Regions from separate parts of the Hordeum vulgare genome. Here region 1 is linked to region 2. A link is a contact called in public Hi-C data. All regions are on one chromosome and are shown on one strand. The core of a region is the stretch at or near the end of the contact, and the rest is flanking DNA. Distances in the headings are between cores, read along the strand shown.

The links. A called contact is a pair of places that touch in the nucleus more often than the background predicts.
Region 1: a Hi-C map of seedling shows a contact between it and region 2, with 3 times the contacts expected there. The contact joins the promoter of LOC123402450 here to the promoter of LOC123402020 in region 2. A contact is called at or near these places in 1 of 6 Hi-C or Micro-C datasets (seedling) and 1 of 1 datasets of contacts at active chromatin or transcription factors (embryo).

The regions. Positions count from the first base shown.
Region 1 is chr6H:424,602,090-424,605,657 of MorexV3_pseudomolecules_assembly, reverse strand. LOC123402450 reads left to right here and starts at 1,481. Exons shown (of 1, transcript XM_045096375.1): 1 at 1,481-2,249. The coding sequence starts at 1,586. The coding sequence ends at 1,972.
Region 2 is chr6H:424,305,747-424,309,437 of MorexV3_pseudomolecules_assembly, reverse strand. LOC123402020 reads left to right here and starts at 1,652. Exons shown (of 1, transcript XM_045095873.1): 1 at 1,652-2,728. The coding sequence starts at 2,069. The coding sequence ends at 2,464.

The sequences.
Region 1 (3,568 bases), core at 232-2,731, 300 kb before region 2:
TTTCCCATTGGGTTTTAAAGGAGTTTTCAATGGCATGTGAAATGCACTCTTTTCCTTTATGAGTTTTCTCTCAAAGTTTCTCATGATGGTTTTTAACGACGCAATATCTTCTCAAAGATCATAACGTATGCTTTCTATTTTCCCTATCGGGGTTTTTAAAGGAAGTACTCAAGACATATTTATTGTTCTCTAAACTCAAAGATGAGTCTTCTCCTTCTACAAAGGTTTTCTTAGATGAGTTATCACGAGACAATAATCATTATATGTTGTATCATTTTCTTCTTATTTTTCTCACTGGGTTTAAAGGAGTTTTAGCAACATATCTACACTATTCTCCTCATATTTTTTCCAGAGGGTTTTTGGAGGAGACTTTAAAGATTATATAAAGATTTCTCAAAATGAAGATGATGAACATTCTCGAAGGCAAACACATACAAAAAGGAGTCTTTATCAACATGATATATATTATAAAGACAAACATTGATTAGGAGGAATCTTAGGAATTAATTAAATACATTAATTAAGGGATAATCCCTGATATGTCGGTTGCTTTAGTTTAGCAACTGCTCCTTGTAACCGCCTTTGTACTGGGGTATATATACCCACATCTTCAATCAATGAGACAGCGATTTTCATGGTTTGCTCTCCCTCTCTTCTTTCACTCTTTACAATTCAGTCCCAAAAATGCAGCAGAAACGAGACACTGCTCCCGCACCAACACGTACACACCTCAGTTAAGAAAAAAAACAGCGTACACATCTCATTCTAATTATATACCGGGTCCACGCGCCGTGCGCAGGCATACGTGACGGTGGAGACGTGCTGCCAAAATGAACAACCTGCCTCTGGTCCCGGCCCCGTCTCTCGGTCGAGTGGTCAGTTCTTACCCGGACACATATGTACGTAGTGACAATTCATCGCAACCACTCCCCGTCGTACGTACATCCGGACGTGCATACCATTTTGCTGTGCCTACCGATATATTCCCTCCCATTCTCCTATCATCGCGAATAATAATCTGCACTGTACGTCTGCTGCGTCCTTCATCTGAAAGTACAGACGCATACATACATACATACAGAAGCACATGATCACATGACTGACATCCAACGAGGCCTCGTCATATACAACTACGATTCAAATATTCAGAGCTATGTTACTGGTGCATCATACAAAGAAAATGTATGACATTTTCTCTTTCTCGCAAAGCTGATGAGTCCAGATCAAACCTGCATGGCAGGGAAAGGCGCTACGAGTGCTAGTCATGAGAAATTCTCCGGTTGCATGTGATGCATGGGCCCTACTACGTGCTGTAACCATAATATTTAAATCATCCGCAACTAACTAATCTCGTTGAAGAAAAAGATTCCACCTAAGCCGTCCCTTTCCGATCTTTACACGGACAGTCGCATATGAGCTGTCTCGCTCGTAAACCTTTGTATATAAAACCCTAGCCTCAGACACGCAGAAATGTGTTATATATCCATTCTCTAGCCACTGTCCATCGGAACAGCGAATACTATTGAGAAACACAATAGCAAGTGAGCAGGAAACGATTGTGGAGGAGCAAGCAAGCATCAGGTCCATGGAGCTGGAGGCTGCCCCGCAGCTCCCGAGGAGGGACGCCAGGAAGCTGGTGAGGTGCCCGAGGCTGCAGCTGGACGCCAAGACGGTCACGGCCGTTGAGCAGTCCACGGGCACGCCCGTCGCCGACGCAGCGGCCACCAGCCCTGGCGGCGCGATGCGTGTCAAGATCTTGCTGAGCAAGCAGCAGCTCAAGCAGGTGGCCGCGGCCGTGGCCGCCGGCGGCGCCTTTGGCCTGCCGCCCGCGCTGGAGCAGCTGGTGAGCGCCATCAAGCGGCAGCACGCGAAGAAGCAGGCGGCGCCGACCAACGCGGCCGCCGCGAGGCGCCCGGGACGCTGGTCGCCGGCGTTGCACAGCATCCCGGAGGATATCTCATATCTAAGCTAGTTAATCCACCTAGCTTCGTGGTATAGTCGGTTTGCATGTATAGCTTCGATGGTCTCTCTCCATTTTTCGCCTCTTCGTCCTTAATTTCTGCGTCGCAACGTTGGGCCAAAGTGAAAGCGCGCCCAACGGATGCGCTAGCGTTGCAACTTTGAGATGTCAGCAATTTTAATCTGACATTTTGGATCCAAATCGTTTCTCTCTGCTCTGCTCAAGATCGATTGATGTAGCATATATTATCTGGACGAATCAATAAAGAGAATGAGCTGGGGAAAATAAACAACGGAGCGTGCGAACCTACGTGTCTCTTTCTTGCCTTGAATCTTGTCCTGCGCCAGGTAGCCACTGCGTGCGTGTCTGTAGGGCAGCGAGCAGGTGGAGCTCTTTGCATGGAAATGCGAGCCAGCCCGGCCCTAAAAGATTCTTGTCCACCGGTACGACAAGATCTACGCGGCCCAATGGGCGCAACAGTGGCAGATGGTACCCGTCACATGCATGCCAGCGTCTAATCGGATTCGCTTCAGTGTTGATAAGGATGAGATCGAGTGAGGTTAATGTACGTCGGGTCCAATAGAACAACAATACAACATCTTGACGCCGATAGTGGCTGCCGGATCAGTGTAATTATCATAGGTGGTACTGGTACAGAGTGGTGCGGTGGTTTTTGTTGTGGGCATACATACATAATACTGTATATGGGTAGAAGTAGAACGACATGAACTTCCGTATCCTCGGTAGCACGCGCGACCCCATCTGAACGTCTGTTTGGTCCGGATTCTGTCCGTTTGAAACGGACGACGGGGTCGTATCCGGGTCTGTCCTGCGACTTGGTGGCCGTACGTCCAAGGCGCGGCCGCATTCTTCGGCTGCATCCTGTCAGGCACGGAGTTTGCACGTCCAAATATCAATTGTCTCTAATAAAAATAGTTTTACAGCCCAATCGAAATTGTCTCGAATAAAATAGTTTTACAACCAAATCGAAATTGTCTTGAATAAAGATAATTAAACAGTACATGTATTGGTTTCCAATGTGATCCCACATGTGCTCAACCAAGTCATTTTGAAACTGCAAATGAGTGTGTCAATCACGGATTTTACGATGTAATAGGGTAAACTGCTCAAACGTGGCTGGTTCCTGGTGCAGCGGCTCAACATTGTTACCTTGAAAATCTAATCCTTGGTCGAAAACGAAGTCATCACGCTCATCCTCGACGATCTTGTTGTGCATGATCACACAAGCAGTCATCATCTTCTAAAACTTCCCTTCATCCCATGTTAATGCAGGGTTTCGAAGAATACCCCATCGGGATTGAAGCACATCAAAAACAAGCTCCACATCCTTTCTAGCACTCTCTTGCATTTGGGAAAATCTCTTTCTCTTCTCTTCTTGGAGGTTTGAGATTGTCTTGACAAAAGTTTACCATTGAGGATATATACCATTGATGATGACGAGATGATGTATATACTGTTGGAAATATGCCCTAGAGGCAATAATAAAATGGTTATTATCATATTTCCTTGTTCATGATAATCGTCTATTGTTCATGCTATAATTGTATTAACACGAAACAATAATACATGTGTGAATAAATAGATCAC
Region 2 (3,691 bases), core at 403-2,902:
GCTAAATAACGTTTGGTGCTGCCTACACCTGAGATGCGGCTGGCATGTGGGTCCACGGCGGCCCCACAGCACGCGAAATACAGCGCGGGATCTAGCTTTTGTGTTGTGGCATGTGAAGAAAGCTAGCATCCCCGTCAGCTCCACGGGATTGTTTATCTGTCCGTGTGTTTGTTTATGCAGTGGTTTGGTTTGCACACAAAGAAATGTGGCTGCTACGGCCACGGGCCAATGCATCGGCCCCATGTTACTTCCTCCTCAAAACATGGCATGCAGATGCAACGCACTGTGCACATCCCCAAAGGCCAAAGCTGTCAAGCAAGATAACATAACGTGCCCTCCTGAAGAAACCCAAAAGACTGCGCATTGACAAGTTAGTTAAGTTATTAATCATCAGCAGAGGAAACCAATTAGTAGTACTAGTACTATTAGAATTCGTTTCACACACCGGGATCAACCTCTTGGATGCGTGTCACCGGCTAGCTAGCCAGCTAGTCACCCAACGGCCCCGTTCGTATGGTGTGTGTGTGTGTGTGTATCCTAGTTTGGTGATGCAATTTCGTCGTTTGTACATACACCTGGCGTGCTACGGACAACGGATCTAGTCTAGCCAAGCTGCGGACGGATCGCGTCATGCGTGCGTCCGCTTCGATCATGATTGCTGCGGGGGTTTCCGCGTACGTTACTGTTGCGGTTTGCGGTCAATCATTCATAGATAGAGGTTGGCTCACCGTCCATTCGATCCGCGTCGACGTTGTATATGTACGTAAGGTGATGATTGCGCGGCCTCATCATGGCACGTAGGAATAGGATTCATCAAACTTAACAACCAATGTCAAACTAAATAAATGCATTGATTAACAGACAGGAGCTGATCCCCTCAGAAAAAGAAAAATAACACAAACAGGAGCTGATAACCGCTGTAGGTTCAACTGCGGCCACGTACTTATTGAGGCGTAGGCATATTTTTCCAAGAGAGGCCGATCCGATGCCCGTTGTTAACCACCTGACGGTTATGAGTGGTAGCTAGCCTCAAGTGCGTAGATGTTATATTCAGACCCAGTTCAAGAAAATTCATGTGCATCAACGTCTTTTACGACCGTCCGCTCGGCTGTTCCCTTCACCACAGCCAGGTCACCATACGAGAGGATTCAGTTCCGAACCACCTGAAAGTGAAAGGGACACTAATGGCAATCACCTCAAAGGCAGCGATCAGAGAGCATTGCAAAGCTGAACCACCTGCATTTCAAGACCATGCACTGCTAATTCGCACCTCCAAATTAACACCGTGCTATGCGATCATACATCCCTACACTACATGTGCAGATAGACGCACGTACCACCACATGATCACGATCGAACTTATCCGGATGGCAAGAGGGAACATGGGAGGTCATTGTTGTGGCCAAGGCCAAGGGCAAGTCCGTGTCAAACTGCGCCATCGTAACCAGAACGTACGTACATCCACCGTAGGCTCCACGACCACGGGTGGTCGAGTTGGAGTCTCCATCGCGCTGTGATAACACGTTACTTGCAAGGGCCTCACACACACCCATGGATCGATCGTCCCGATGACCGCGAGCGAGAGGGACAGCCATGTGAGGCACCCGTTTCTCTCTTCAACTGCCATGGCAATATCTCTCGGTCCCATGATTGTTTAGGGTCTTAAAAAAGCCAGAGCATTTGTTTACCATTCCGTAAATCTACTACCAGTAGGGCTAGTGAGGGAGCCAGGCCCCTCCCGGGCGCTGGCCCACCGGTCAGGGACCTGAGCTGGTGTGCTTGGAGACAGTTGGGGCTGCTTGGCTCACCAAAGGGCAAGGCAAGGCAAGGCAACCCCTAACCAGTATATAAGCATGTTAGCATGTCACATTATTCGACAGCCCGCACATTCATTCACTTTGCCATTGCTTCAGCCTTTCTGCTGTAGCTTGCAAGGAACGTCGGAGGAGGAACAAGGACTGAGTGCTACCGCTACTGGTCTACTACTACTGCTGCTACTTGCCCGGCCGGCGGACGGACACCGCGCCAGCGCTTGCGGGTGGCCACCGATCGCATCGCGGCAAGATCGATGGCGACCAGGTGCTTCTTCCCCAGGGACGCGGTGGCCGGGCGGCACCAGTCCAAGGCGGCCGAGGAGGCGCTCGAGCAGCTGCACCACGGGGGGCGCGTCCTGTCCCGGGAGGAGGTGGGCGGCGCGGTGCGCGTCAAGATCGTGGTCAGCAAGCGCGAGCTCAAGAAGATGGTGGCCGCCCTCGGCACCGGCGCCGAGGCGGCGGCGGCGGCGTCTGCGGACCGCCGCAGCCGCCAGCGCGCGGCGGGCGGCGGCGGCGCCACGGACGCCGAGCAGAGGCTGCAGTCGCTCCGGCGGCGCAGCATGCGGAGGGCCGCCGAGGAGACCAGGCGGATGCAGGCGAGCGGGGAGTGGGAGCCCGGCCTTCAGAGCATCCCCGAGGAAGTTTACTGAGTTTATTACTAGCGGTTTAGTAGAGATTGCGCGTCGTCGGTGATGGTTGATCGCTTTACTAATTATAAGGTTGGGTTTTGATCACCTCCTGCTAAAATGCTACCCGTAGATGTATGTGTACAGTGCCCTTGATTTCTTCCTCTTCCCTTAACTACGAGGGTTCAACTTCTGCCGGTTAACCCTCCTCTCCTTCCTCCATCAGTTTGTGCCATTTTTTTTTCATGTGAAATTTTGGAATGAGAAATGAGAGATGATCTGGCCACACACAGTGCATGGGCTGCATTATAATCTCAAATGCTTCTGCTATTTCTTACTCCTCGTTTTTAGATACACTCATTTCCCCCCGCAAAAAAGAAAAAAATACACTTATTTCAGCGACGGTTAATTTCGGACGGAGATTGTACGTGTGGGTAAATTCAGTCACGCAAGTGCCGCCGCTGTCAGGTTAAAACTAGTGAACTGTTGGTTCGTGGCTTGACTGTGCCTACTTTGGCTGCCTTTTTAGCTGTTGTGTTCTTTTGCCTTTCGGTTGGGCGCGGAACATAATCGAAAAGTATTAACGAGTCGTTAGGAGAAGCGGTGCCAAAGATTCCATCGCACATGGCCAGATGTGTGTCACATTAAAGAAACCATCTTCCCTTGTTGTTCCTGCTATCCATTACTCCCTCCGTTCCTAAATATAAATTTTTTAAACGATTTTATTATATGTCTACATACGAAGTAAAATGATTGAATGTACACTCTAAAGTATGTCTATATGCATATGTAGTTCACTAGTGAAATGAAATCTCTATAAAGACTTATATTTAGAAACGGAGGAAGTAGTTGCAGGCGGTTTTGCATTGTTGTGGCTGCTGTAGCCGCTGTGGAGGGTCGTTTTCTCCTCCTTGTTGATGCATTTTTGCCAACAAAATAGAGTAAGCTGCTGCATAACCTCTTCCTTTTTCTGAATTCGCAGCCAGGGCACAAAGGCATGTTTGTGAATCAGCGGGTGTAACTTTTCGTTTCTTGCACAACACAAGCAAGTATTGTTATAAAAAAAAACACAAGCAAGTATTTCCTCTCTTACTAAATATTTATTGAAAACACTAATACAAATATCGTAACTGTCAAAAGCTTGCATGTCCAAATAAATAATAAATAAATTCAAAGGTCTTGGCTATGCAAAAGACTAAAGTGTGTCATTTTAGCTTAGTAACAAAAACATTTTTAAAAAGTAAAATGGCA